Linked DNA regions of Drosophila melanogaster: regions 2 and 3 are each linked to region 1. A link is a contact called in public Hi-C and targeted proximity ligation data. All regions are on one chromosome and are shown on one strand. The core of a region is the stretch at or near the end of the contact, and the rest is flanking DNA. Distances in the headings are between cores, read along the strand shown.

Evidence for each region. A called contact is a pair of places that touch in the nucleus more often than the background predicts.
Region 2: a contact with region 1 is called in a Hi-C map of the Kc167 cell line, with 4 times the contacts expected there. A contact is called at or near these places in 24 of 107 Hi-C or Micro-C datasets (the Clone 8 cell line, the Kc167 cell line, the S2 cell line and 10 more) and 1 of 7 datasets of targeted methods (the Kc167 cell line).
Region 3: a contact with region 1 is called in a targeted proximity ligation map of the Kc167 cell line, with 5 times the contacts expected there. A contact is called at or near these places in 30 of 107 Hi-C or Micro-C datasets (the Clone 8 cell line, the D17-c3 cell line, the Kc167 cell line and 12 more) and 4 of 7 datasets of targeted methods (the Kc167 cell line and the S2 cell line).

Annotation. Positions count from the first base shown.
Region 1 is chr3R:30,463,577-30,468,013 of dm6, forward strand. It overlaps PH4alphaEFB (prolyl-4-hydroxylase-alpha EFB), which reads left to right and starts at 2,474. Exons shown (of 9, transcript NM_170492.2): 1 at 2,474-2,798. CDase (Ceramidase) reads left to right here. Exons shown (of 6, transcript NM_001276180.1): 4 at 1-705; 5 at 1,131-1,741; 6 at 1,802-2,160. The coding sequence ends at 1,985.
Region 2 is chr3R:30,540,080-30,544,656 of dm6, forward strand. The region is part of intron 2 of tmod (tropomodulin); the gene reads left to right. Among named protein-coding and RNA genes, the nearest start is that of tmod, 9.8 kb to the left of the region's middle.
Region 3 is chr3R:30,557,742-30,562,095 of dm6, forward strand. CG34155 reads right to left here and starts at 2,458. Exons shown (of 2, transcript NM_001043313.1): 1 at 2,236-2,458. The region is part of intron 2 of tmod (tropomodulin); the gene reads left to right.

The DNA of each region.
Region 1 (4,437 bases), core at 1,224-3,723:
CTGCGATTTGTCGACCTGGAAAACAACCTCCTGGGCGCTTTCAACTGGTATGCGGTGCATGCCACCTCCATGAACAATACCAACAGACTGGTGACCAGCGACAATGTGGGTTATGCCGCCCTGCTCCTGGAAAAGGAGTACAATCCGAACAAGATGCCCGGAAAGGGCAAGTTCGTGGGTGCCTTCTGCTCATCCAACCTTGGCGATGTGTCCCCCAATATAATGGGTCCCAAGTGCTCGATCTCCGGCAATGAGTGTGATCTACTGACCTCCCGTTGTCCCACTGGCGAGGGAGATTGCTTTGCCTCCGGACCCGGTAAGGATATGTTCGAAAGCACCCAGATCTTGGGTCAACGTCTGGCGGATGCTGCTCTGGGACTGCTCAACGAACAGAGCCAGGAGTCCACGGCACGGGAGGTCACTGGAGATGTGAGGTTCATCCACCAGTTTGTGGACATGCCCAACTACAATGGCAGCACCTACAATCCGCTGAGCAGGAAGGTCGACAAGATCAGGGGATGTCAGCCGGCCATGGGCTATAGCTTTGCTGCTGGTACCACCGATGGACCTGGAGCCTTCAGCTTCGAGCAGGGAACCACCACGGACAACCCCATGTGGAACTTTGTGCGCGACTTCATCGCTGCTCCCACGCAGGAGGACATCAAGTGCCATGAGCCCAAGCCCATTCTTCTGGCCACCGGCAGGGTGAGTTTTTCCATTAATCAATTATTATTAACTAAAAAGCAAGTCTGAAAAAAAACAATAGCGATTTTAAAAGAATTTCTGAAATTGCCTAAAGGTATGCAGCACAAAAATCATTCCATTTGTTTGGAACTTTGTTGAGTGTTGTGTGCATCAGAAAATAAATTTAAATGTGTTTAATAGTGCAAAGGAACAAAATACCAATTTTGGAATAGAATACATAAATTTATGTAGTGGATTTTGTTTTTATAATGCACATTTAAGTGGGGTAATTAAACTGAAACGTTACGCAAATTAGTTGTCAGCTCATAAAAATCAAGGTAAGGTAGTTATAGCCAGGCTATAGGTCATCACTTAATGCGCAACTGTTATTTAAAAATCTAAGTGCACTTTAAGCATATCTAACATGTACATTATCCATATTTAAGGCCACCTTTCCCTATGAGTGGCAGCCAAAGATTGTCTCGGATCAGCTACTAAAGATCGGCGATGTGATCATAGCCGCCGTGCCCTGCGAGTTCACCACAATGGCAGGACGTCGTCTGCGAAACCAGATTCGAGCAGCTGCCTCCGCCGTCGGAGGCATCGACACCGAGGTAATCATCGCCGGACTGACCAACATATACACCAGCTACACGGTGACCCCGGAGGAGTACCAGGCGCAGCGTTACGAGGCCGCCTCCACGATCTTCGGTCCCCATACCCACTCCATTTACATGGACGTCTTCGAACGCCTGACCAAGGCCATGATGCGTAATGAGACCGTGGATGCGGGTCCAAGTCCGCCGTACATGAATGATGTGATGCTATCGCTGAACACCGGGGTTCTCTTCGACGGACATCCCATAAACACCGACTTTGGCTACGTGAAGTCGCAGCCCAACAAGGAGTACGGCATCAACGAGACGGTGAAGGTCACCTACATATCCGGAAATCCGCGTAACAACCTCTTCACCGAGAAAACCTACTTCACCATTGAGCGAAAGATCAACGAGGATCGCTGGAAGGTGGCCTATACGGATGCCAGCTGGGAGACCAAGTAGGAAGCGCCAGCTTGAGGTTATAAATGTTGGTACTTAATAAAATCGTTACTTTTCAGAATGGTCTGGCACCGAACCAATACGATCCTGGGCTTCAGCGAAATGGACATCTACTGGGACATCAGTCCGCAGACTCTTCCCGGGGAATATCGCATTCGCCATTCCGGGGAGTACAAGTACATCCTGGGCGGAAAGTATCCCTACGAGGGACTCACGCATTCCTTCACCGTTAAGGAGGACTAGGATTAGATATCCGTGTGGAGTGATTTTATAAATATTCCTGGCCAGACAGTTGTAGGGCCCATCAAAAACAAAATCAACACTGAATCCATGTATTTATTTACCATTTGTAAGTGACGAAGGAAAAGCTTTATTTTTGCAAACGCGAATAAAAAAGATGCCAAATTATGTTGAAACTAAGGAGAAGTGTTTTTAATTTTGATCGAAATGGCTGTTCTAGTAGTCTTTTGACATTGCTTCACCTTTTTACCAATTACAATTCAAATTGCCCGCCACCATATACGATCCGCAAACAGCTGTTCGAATGAAATCCACAATGCTGTACAAGTTTCTCTCTTTCAACTCTTTTTCTCTTTTGTGGTATTAAATTGAACTTCGAAATTCGAAATTGGTGCTCTTCTCTTAAATTCGAAACAGAAACCAGAAATTCTCTCTCTTTCTGGATCTGGAAGTCGGTATTTATCTATATTCGAGGCGGCAGCAAAACAAAATCAGTTCCAGTCGGTATTTCTCGGCGCGCGCACGCGAATTAAACAGAAACACAAATTATATTTTTGTAGTCAAAACTGTGAAAAAGGGAATTTACTCCTCGGGGGACCAGAGAAAACAATCCTTAAATTCGAGTCTAAACGAAAATATCTAAAACAAACGTGATTTGTGTGCTTCCAGTTAGAGTGCATAAAATGTATCTATAAGATACGAAGTGCGGGTGGGCAATGCAATCGAGGTGTTCTCGTTGAATTGTAAACAAAGAAGGCGGCCAGTTTCATTGACATCCATTGAGATCCAGCAACAAGTTCGCATAAGAAACACAGGGTAAATTAAAGAAATTCCACAGATACATTTTCTAGAACTTCTGACGTGTTCCTCCTGCCGGCATCCGTCGTGCACTGATAACAATAATCGAGTCTTTTTACTTGAATGACGGGAATGTGGGCCATCTAAATTGAATATTCGATTTTGATTAGAGAGAAATGCTCTGCTGCGCTGTGACAAAAAAACTAAACTGATTTGAGTGTTCACATACTATTCTATATGCACTTGTTGTCACCACATGGCGATTCAATTGACCGCTTTTTGCCCCCACATATTCCCCATTTCCTACTGCTGATGCTCCTCCCTCCTCCTCCATCTCCGCTGGCGATAAGCCTCTAAATATCTGGACTCGAAAAAGTCTGTGCGGCATAGGCGTCAATGTGTATATGTACTTTTTACGTCCGTCTGGGTGTGTTTATATAATGATGATCAGGGGGCGAAAAGAAGGAAGTGCCGCAGTCACGTAGTCAATTGTAGGCATTTGTTTTGGTCTCGTTTCCCGTGCACTTCATCTTCCAATGCAAAGGGTATAAACACTGCGTTGCCAACTGTGCGAAAAAGGATGGCCTAGTTCAGCAAGGAATCAATAGATTTGAAACAAATTGTTTTCTTCCTTTAACTATACATTTCAGTAGCAAATTACATGAATAAGTAATATTAGGTAGTCAATCAGTGACTTAAAAATAACCAGTTTATTAAACTGTTTTCAAACCTGTTTGTAAAGAGGATACAATTACTTTAAAGGGTAATAAAGTTACTCTTTATATAACAGAATCCTTTTTTAAATGTATAACATATATAACATAATGTACCTGGTAAATGTCTATGATTAAAACCCAGTTGAAGTGACTCCTATTTAGCACGGACACAAACCTCATTTAGCCGCTCTTATTAGCGGGATATTTCTTGTCTAATTGGAAATACTTAACCAATTAGACTCTGGTTTGGATGATTAATGGCTAGGCGTGTATTTTTGAAAATACAATCGGATTCAATAGCTTCAATTAACTTACGAGCAAGGTGTGTTAATTTATGAAATTTATAATTTAGCCGCAATCTGGTTCGTTGCTCCCCGCCTGCTTTTTCGGCCTTTCGCCTTTACGTCCATTTGATCAGTATTATTTGTTTGCTAATTAGTTCGGCAATGACGACCGGTTGGCAATAATAGAGTTGGATGCGAAAACGAAAGTGGCTGCCAAGTGGATCACCAGTTCCATCCATGTGCGGAATGCAATGAAAGTGAGGACAATGTCGACAAGGAGCTGCTATTTGGCCCACTTCCTTGTCTGGTTTTTGCGCCCATTTCGCTCCAGCCTTTTTCCCAGCTCATCTTTCGCTTTTATAATGTTCAGCAAAGTCTTTGAACCGGTTTGGTATTGCGATTTCCATCGGGGACGCCTTTTATGCTTACATTTCAAGGTGAATTGTAAAATTTATGTGTGCACACGCTCCATGACGGCATCTGACTGGCATTAAAGCACTTCGCCATGGGTTAATCATGGGGGCCAGCCGGGTGTTAAGGCAGCTGGGGATGAGCTGCGAACATTTGTCATTCATTACTAATTAGCAAACTCGCTGAATGCACTTGAATCACTCCCGCGTCCCGAGTCCTTCCTTCCTGCCTACTGAATATTTAATG
Region 2 (4,577 bases), core at 977-3,476, 76 kb after region 1:
ACTTTTCCCTTGCCTTGCTGTTCTTGCTGCTGTATGTTTTCTTTCCTGCGCTTGCCACTTAGGTGCGAAAATCACTTGTCAATCTTTTATGTAAAGAAGTCGCCGTCGTCGGTGCTTTTGTCACCTGCACCGCCCTGCGCCACCTGCCACGCCCCTCCGCTCATCGTCGCCTCTCGTTTCGGTTGCTTGGCTCGTAAAATTTTGTCGTCTGCTTCCGTTTTCTTCGCACTTAATTGTGTCTGATCTGCACTGCAAGAAACACTTTTGAATTGAAAAATAGTGTTCAAGTCTAACTACAAAGCAGATCATCTGAAAGAGAAAGAGAGTGAAATATACCTTAAGTTCAATTACTAACTCTTAAGCATGCTACTCTAGCCAAGCCCAAGTTTTTTTTTTTCAGTGTAACTTTGGCAGGCGTTGTGCGTGCGGCGTTGTATCGTGTTGTTCGTGGCGTTGTTGTGGTTCAAGGTGATTCGACATCGACAACGACGCTTCGACGCATCTTTCAATCAGATATCCTCCGATTTTTCCCGCCCCCTTTTTCCGCACCGCCCGACCCCGGGGGGCAACCCGTTGGGTTTCCCACTGCCAAGGACTCCGCTTCGGTCGCCCGCTTTTCTGGCTGCCTTTTTCCTCTTTTGCTTGCCTTGGCTTTGGTCTGTTTATTTTGGCTGCGGGTTGTTTTCTGCCATCGTATTTTTCACTTAATAAAATTGTTTTCATTCGGTTCGACCGATGCCTTAACTTAACCGCTTCTTCTTGCCTTTTCAATATGTTTAAAAATAAACGACGACTGCCGCCCCCTTTCCCGCTCGGAGTTTTCCTTTATTACTTGTACGCTTAGCTGCTATCGACACACTTCTTTATCTGCCGTCGGCCATTGTTGCCTCAACCGCCCCCTGCCCCGCCCCTTTGGCCCATCATCTTGATGTTTGTGCTTTGTGTTGGCTTATTAGCAATTTGGCTAAGCAGTTTGCGGTCTCCTTCGCAGAGGATCGCTTAGGCAGCTCGGAAAAACGCTGGAAGAAATATTCAAAAATATATAAAAGCGGTGAAAAAATTCCTTTTTAAATTAATATTAAATATTATGAACAGTATATTACTATTATTTATTTTTTTATTGTTTTCATTTTAGCAGATTTTAATATGAATATTTTTTCCTTCATACTTCATACTTGCTGATGACGTGACTTGCAAATATTTATATCTAACCTTGCAGTTTCTGTGCAGTTTTTCCGACTTTTCCTCGAATAGCTTTTGTTTTCTTGTTTATCCCTGCTACTCGGCTCTAATCAAGAAATGTATATATATTTACTCTCAAGCTAATGCACATTGTCTTAATCAAAATTTTTACCTGCAATTTTACCTCCAGCTTTATTCTTATTTAATCAGAGCGCCCCATGAGCGATTGAGATTTTGAGGTGTTAATTTGATGAGTGCTCCCCAATGACTTTGGGTGTTTTGTGTGGTGTTTGGGGCTGAATGCATTAGATTGATTAAATTCAGACTACGGTCACTGCAGTTCCCACGCACTGACCAGATTTTCACACACAACGACCAACTTCCCGCCCACGGCCACCCACAGCTGCAGCTGTCATGAATATTTTCCCACCCGCAACACCCAGTCCCCAATCCCCAGCCCCAGCGCGTTGGATGGTTTGAACATTTCGGAAAATCATTTCCCAGCGCCATTTCCCCATTGTCTTGTTCAGCATGCAGCGTTCGCGCAATCAATCAAAACGCGCCATGCAAATGGGGAAAAGAATAGGAAACAGACACATGAACCTGTTTATAAGCAATAAAACGAAGATTTTATGCTCTTGTTTAGTGCAGAAGAAAGTATTTCATTAAAGGAAAACTGGTTGCCAAAGATAAAAACGATTAGCCTCGGGCATAGTTTTACAATTTTTTATTGAAATTGTACTTTCTGAATTGTGGTTATACATTTAATTTATCATTTTGTTTATGCATGCTTTTTGCTTGGTCCCATATTACACAAAATCTGAATTGCCATGTTTCAGTAATGGATTTAATTACGCATGTTAATAACTTGCTACTTTTGGTTCAAGAGCGCTGATTTATTTTATTTAATTTTCTCTTCACAACGCGAAGCAAATTAATTTCATTCCAATGAATAATTAACTTATTGTTAACTCTATTATTTATGATGCCGTGATAATTTCGGTTATTCTGGTCACTTATCAAAACGCTGATCCTGAAAGTATGCAATGAAAAGGCTGCTCTTCAGTTATTAATATCCAAAAGGGAGTGCAACTTTTACGTATGCCAGGGAATTTTCTTGCCCGTCTCCTCGGTTTCCCTTTCTATTTTCCCAGCCTGACACCCCAATCTTCTCCAGATTCTCCAGACTCCAAGCAGAACCAGCAGAACAAACAAAGCAAAGTCAGCGAATACTGCGGATATGCAAAGGAATCGAGTGAAATGGCGAGCAAGCAAAGCAGAAGGCAAACAAACACCCACATATGTGCATGTTCTACAAACAGAGATGGCTGACAGCTGAAAATGCTCGCAATCTATCACAACATACAAAATATGTTCCAAAAGATTTTCAATTTATTTTCACTAAAACGATTTTCCCCGCTTGCTCGTTTTCCCCGCCGCTGGTCGAATGCATTCGGCGATATTGTCGATGGTTTTGCAATAGAGGGAACCGAGAAAACACAAAGAGCCAGTGAACAGAAAATCAATGAATAGAAATAAAATTGAAATGCGCGACCAACTGCAAGTCCGAGCGAAGTTGATCGCCACATGTGCCTCTCTAATTAGTTGTCTGCCCCCAAAAAATAGCTTGGGGAGGTGGAAAGCCCAGCAGAGAAAAGGAAAAACTGATCCCGGAAGTGGGCGACGACATTTAAACGCTGCGACATGTGAACAACTGCAATTTGATTGCTAAATCGGCTCGCCTCAGCTATTCTGGGCCACACTTCTCGAAAACACACAGCTTCGATTCTGGGAGCGCTCAACGGGGCGTATGATTGATATTCGACACACGACAGCTTTCGAAACGTTCTTCGAAAGAGAGCGTTTACTACTTGGAACATTTGTAACAATTAATCAAATTGTTATTCACTCAAATAATGTGTAGTTTGAATTTCTCCTTCTTTTCATAGCCAATTTAACCAAATATGACTTGCAGTCTTTTTCAATCTTGTGATAATTTCAAAGTGCGTTTGTGTAATATACTACCCACTGTCCAAAAACTATTAGCCGCAATCAGAAATGCATATAGCCAGGGGACAAACATCCATAAAAACGTCAGATGACTTCGGGTCCCAGGCCATAAATCAACTGGCCATTAGCAGGGACCAAATAAATTGGGAAAAATTATTAATTTACACGAGTCCAACATGCAAGAACAAACGCCTGCAGGAGAAACCACTCGAACAGCTCGTTAAATGCAAATTGAAAATCAAAAGGCAAAGCTGAATCTTTCGGCCTCCGGGTTTATATATTTCTGTCATTTTTATGGTTGTCAACGCCTGATGCTCATTTTATGGACATGTCTTTAATGGACTCTATAGAAAAGATATTTTCGAATGCATACATTTGTAAGGGAGCCTAATCAAAGGGTTTTATTTATATAATTGTACATAAAACTGAATATTTTTATGGGAAGATAAGGTAAACGTGTTTCAACAAAAAATGCATGCGTACAGCGGTTTTTTTGCCATTACTTGACTAAAAATGGTCATATAGCTAAATAGATAACTTTTTTTTGCATCTAATTACCAATTCTTTCACGCCGTAAAACATTTGGACAAATTAGGAAAAAAAAAATTTTTTTCAAATTTTTCAATTTTTATAAGGGGTTACATCATCAAAATTTGCAAAAAATGGCAAAAAATTAAAATTTTTAAATTTGAACATTTATTGATTGGGAATTTAATTAGGAGTAAAATGAGATATGCAGTTCAATTTTTTGACCATTATTTCCGATATTTTGGCCAAAAACTGAATTTATCGTTCACATATATATGCAATATGTCTATATTTGTATTTAGAGACCTTACCCGAAATTGATTAAAATATAGGTTATAGTGGTGAACTATAGATGTAAGCTGAACAACTTAAAAAATTAGTTCGCATAATATCTTTAAATGTGGGCCCCAGCAGAAATTGATTCATTGATGGACTTGGTAGGTCCATCCCATAATCCCTGAACTTGTTTTTCGGTCCCCCTCCCCCTCCCCCTCGTTGAAAGACTCACCAGCACACTTTGACAATAACAAAATCTATAAATAATCCACCGAACACTCGGTGCTCTCCGCTTTTCTCTACTATATGTAGCAGTGTTTTTCGGGAGGGCGACCCCAGACGAGGTGAAATTCTTTAGCAACATTTCTGCCTTCCATTTGATGTTTCTCTCTCTGGCGTTCTTTGTGTTTGATTATTTAAATTATAACCTACATAATTTTAATGGCTCGGAAAGAAACATATATAAAATTAAACATTATTTATGGGGCGTAGACAGGCACATGGTCAGGCGAGCCAAACATTCCTCCGCAGAAGCGAATAACGAGGGGATTTTGGTGGGCGAGGAAAGTCCTGGGATTCGC
Region 3 (4,354 bases), core at 1,208-3,707, 94 kb after region 1:
CCAATATGTTGGCAAAAAAAAAAGGAGGCAGGGCTAGTAGCTCGTAGCTCGCAGTACGTGGCATGGAAATTAAACAAATTTAATTTAAAACGAGCCGTCACAAAGGGAATTAGATTTCCAGATTTAAATGGCAAGTGGGAAATGGAAAAGGAGAGGTTTCCACATGAGCAACATGTGCTCGGAATGCATGCCACTCGACCCGACCCTTTGACCTGCCCCTCGGAATTCCCCTTTGAAAGCCTCTTCCCGCTGCATTCTCAACTTCCACTCGAATCCACTCGAAACGCTCTCAATTAGTGGGGAAATAATTTAAGCCAAATTGCATTTCAGTTGCGAAAAAGGATCAAAATCTACGAGTGAAACTAAAAGTTGCACCTGAAATAATTTAAGTATTCTGGCCGAATTTAATCCGATTGGCCTTGTTAAAAAAAATGTATGTTAATTGAGAGAGACGTATCTCCTAAACTAATATAAAATATTATAAAATATTGCTGAGTGCAACCCATGGCAAAAATGAATCCACCAGTTTTAAAGCACGATCCATTTTGCCAAGTGCACTTACTCCCTATTCATTCAAAAAAGGCTATGCGGTCATGAGTTTTTGAGCTGCATTCGTGGATTGAAATGCAAACTGCAAGCTGCCAACTGCAATCATCAGGCATCCGGCGACCTGGAACGGACATCGCAGCTGAAATCCGGACCCTTTTGCCGCCCCAAAAGTCCTGGGGCCTCTTTCAATTAAACGCTTATCGCATTCGAGGCAGTCGCTGAATAAGTTTTAGTGCTCGACCCCTGGAACTCTCTGCCCCACGTTCTATGTCCTATGTCCTGCGTTCCCCCGAAAGAAGAAAAACAATTTTGAAAAGGACGCTGCCACATTCCGTGGCTCGCACATCATTAGGCCAACTTGCGAAAGGACGAAGGGGCGGGCAGTTGAAACAAAGCGAAGCGCATCAAAGATTATGAAACTCATTAAAAAAGTTTCGGCGGGGCAACAAATCTAACAAGCTGAGGAATGTGACGCAGCTGCCACGGCCCCCTTTTCCAGCATAACTTAAGGTCAGGAGGAAAATGAAAAGAAAAGGGCCTGGGCGGTGAAAGTAAGTGGGGAGCTGGTGGCAAATGGCCATTGGGATTTGTTCTTCCTTAAGCTGTTTATTTTTAGCCTCCAGTCTAAGAGAAACGAGAAAAATATCTAAGTAAATAGCACACACTTTGTTCGGCACCTCAGAAATACAACTAATGAGATTATATGAGATTAAACAATCTATCTTATTTTAATTTCAATTCATTTTAATTTCTCTCTCAAACGAAATCATCACCAAACTTTATTTATTGCTCTGTGGTCACAAGCCATTAAACCAACTTAACAGCACTATTATTTCAGTCGCAGTTGTGCAGTAAAAAAGTAGTAAATAAAACCAAACGACTGCGTGATACCCCCTAATAAACGAGTCCCCGGGGAAGGAGCAGCTTGCAGCCTGTTGCGTGGAGCGGAAATGTGTGTCTCCTCTTGGATTTTCGAGCGCTTCATAAATTAGATGTCAAAGCCCAAGGATCAAACACCCATGGCAACATGGCAGCACGCACACGTGTGCCTCTGTTTATGCATGTGTGTGTGTGTGTGTGTGTGAAAAGGGTCAAAGGTTGTCAGAGGAGTTGGGCACAGGCAAGAATTTGCGCCGCTGGCAAAAGTTTTGCGGCGCCTGGCAAACTTATTAAAGAGTTCGAAGCCAAACAAATTGGCAAGGCGAAAAAGGGAAAACTTGCCAAGGCATTGCGGCCATTAATTTTCACTGGCGGCGCACACGAAATGCAAATGAAACTTTGCACAGGAATGTCGAATGTTAGCAGTCAGTCAGTCAGTCGGACGGTCGGTGAGTCAAGAAGGGGCCACAAAAGTCAATGAAGTGTTAAATGTCCTGCGGTGTTTCGGTGTTATCCTTATGTTGCCACACACACACACACGTGTCCAATTTCTGCGGTTCCATTTGCATTTCTGCGTGCTTGGCGTTCATAAATGCCCACAGCAGAGTAAAAAGTTCCCGCTGTCATATAATTAAAGCAGCAATGCCAGACAAGCCCGCGGCATAAATCACTAGCAGTTGGCTCTGCAGCTTCATTCATGAGTCTTCTGGCCGGGATTCCATTCATGGACAAATACTCCCAGCTCACGCACTTTTATGAGCAACATTATGTCCCTCCAACCGCCGAAAAAAAGGATGTACACGTTACCAATTTATGCTGAGCCGCTCGTAAACTGCCCAAAAAGGCAAAAAATCCACTAACGAGCCAAGGCGTAAACTCTTTTCCCTCAGTTTCTTTTTATATCACTTCACTTGCAATTCTTTTCGGTCCAACGCGGCGTATGCGTGATATTTCGTCGTTTGCGCTTAGCATTCGCTTTTCCCGTCCAAAAGTCGCGTTGTTTTCAGTTCGACGTTGCTGACGCGACTCTGGCTTTCAGCCGATGGAAGCCGCTTCTTATAGCAGTTCGTGGCTCCGGCTTCGTCCTTTATCCTTCGGACTGCCTCGGAAAACCTCACCAGTTGAGCCTCGCTTCGGCTGGCCACTCGGCTCGTCGCTCGTCCTGTCGGCCGGAAATTGTTGTTCAACAAATGCAAAGAGTTCTCAGTCAACAGGCAGAAAAACAAGGAACAAGTGGGCGATGGCATTGCACATCCTGGCACATCCTTGTGGACTGTCGCTGCAACTCACCGAGTGGTGATCGAAATTGCACTGCCCAATACAAAGCCTTTCTGGCAACATAAATTTCAGATGGATTATCAAAAAACTAAAATTACCTTCGAATACTATTTATGAAAACCCCTTTTCAAATCGATTTGTCGGTTACTAGAAGGACTACCCCAAAATTCCATCTCGTTTGCACAGCCTTCCGCCCTGTCATGTTTATATTTCCAGCCGCATCATAAGGCAAACATTTTAATTTGCCATGGCCTGTAGTGCCACGCCCCGCAAACAAACACCGCCCACGCAGGGGAGCACAAATATTGACACTCAACTAAGCCGGCAGGCAAACGATGACCAAAACCAACGTTGGCACCCCCTCTATATCTATATCTATATCGTTTTGCAGATCCTTCGCTGATGACGCCAATCATGTTCTCGGCACAGGGAAGTCGGGGGCGTGGCGGAAGGGGGCTTCCCTGCCGTCAGTTGGCGTGACAAGCAAGACTTTAGACTTACAGGATGCCGTGTAGCGAGGATGGGGATGGGGGGCGCCTCAAGCAGACATCGGCACAGTTTGTTATTATTTAAATCAGGAAGTCGACGAAATTTCCTGTGCCAGTGGGGCATGGCCAACAAATTGGCAGCTGACTTCCGCAGTCGAGTCAATTAAATTTTCCCTTTAAGTGATTTCTGTCGCCATCAAATGTCGCAGCTTCGGCTTCCTTCATCTCCTTTTTTCAGATTTCCCCCCGGTTTCCCTTCCATATCCCCTCCTCTAATGAGAAATCGATGTGTTGTAATTTGTTCAAATCCAATTTCGGCGTACGGCCGTGGCGGTAACCGTAGTCCGTAGTCCAGAGTCCGGACAAAGCACCTGGCCCCCAATCGTCACAGTATCCTGCAAGAACACTGAAAAAAAACATTAGGTTTTAACAAATCATTGTCTTATTTAGAATGCAGCATTTATTCAAAAATGCAAAGTACCATTTCAACCATATATTTTTGCATATAATTTGAATGAGTCAATTTTGTGCAGTGCATGTTGAGTACCGTTTTAATGAGTTTTTATTGCGCTTCAGGTGCTTTGATTGCTGCGATTTTTAACTTGATTTACGCGAGTTTAGTGAGCGAGTGCGGGGGGCCCTCCACTATTGATTTTTCAATTAAGCCGGACTCCCCTCGATAAAAGCCCCGCCAGCCCCCCAACCCACCGAATTCCCCAATGCATTTTGCATGTTTTTCGCGTGTTGCCAACGTTTGTTTTGTGAAAAAGCCGCCGAGGAAGGACTGTCTTTTGTGGCAAGTTTTATGCGCCGCATCCTGTGCACAAACAGAAGGGGGGCAGGCTGGTAGGGGGTGTAATTTGGGGGGGGGGGGGGGCTGTTCCACTGTACCGAGGGCCGCCTGTATATGCCATACCGCGTTGTAGCGCAATTTATGCGGTAATTGCTTTTTTAAGCGCTTCGCATTTATCTTTTCGACACAAGTGAAATGAGTTTCTGCCTCCTTTGCGTGCCTTTTGTCGATTTGCCACACCAGCAGCAACAGCAACAAACAGGGCAGCAATAAGGATAACAGCCTGCAAGGATATCAGCAACAACAACTAGCGGCTGAAACCTCCTGTCACAATGCCAGCGAAAGCCAAAAAAAAAGAATGCTCAAC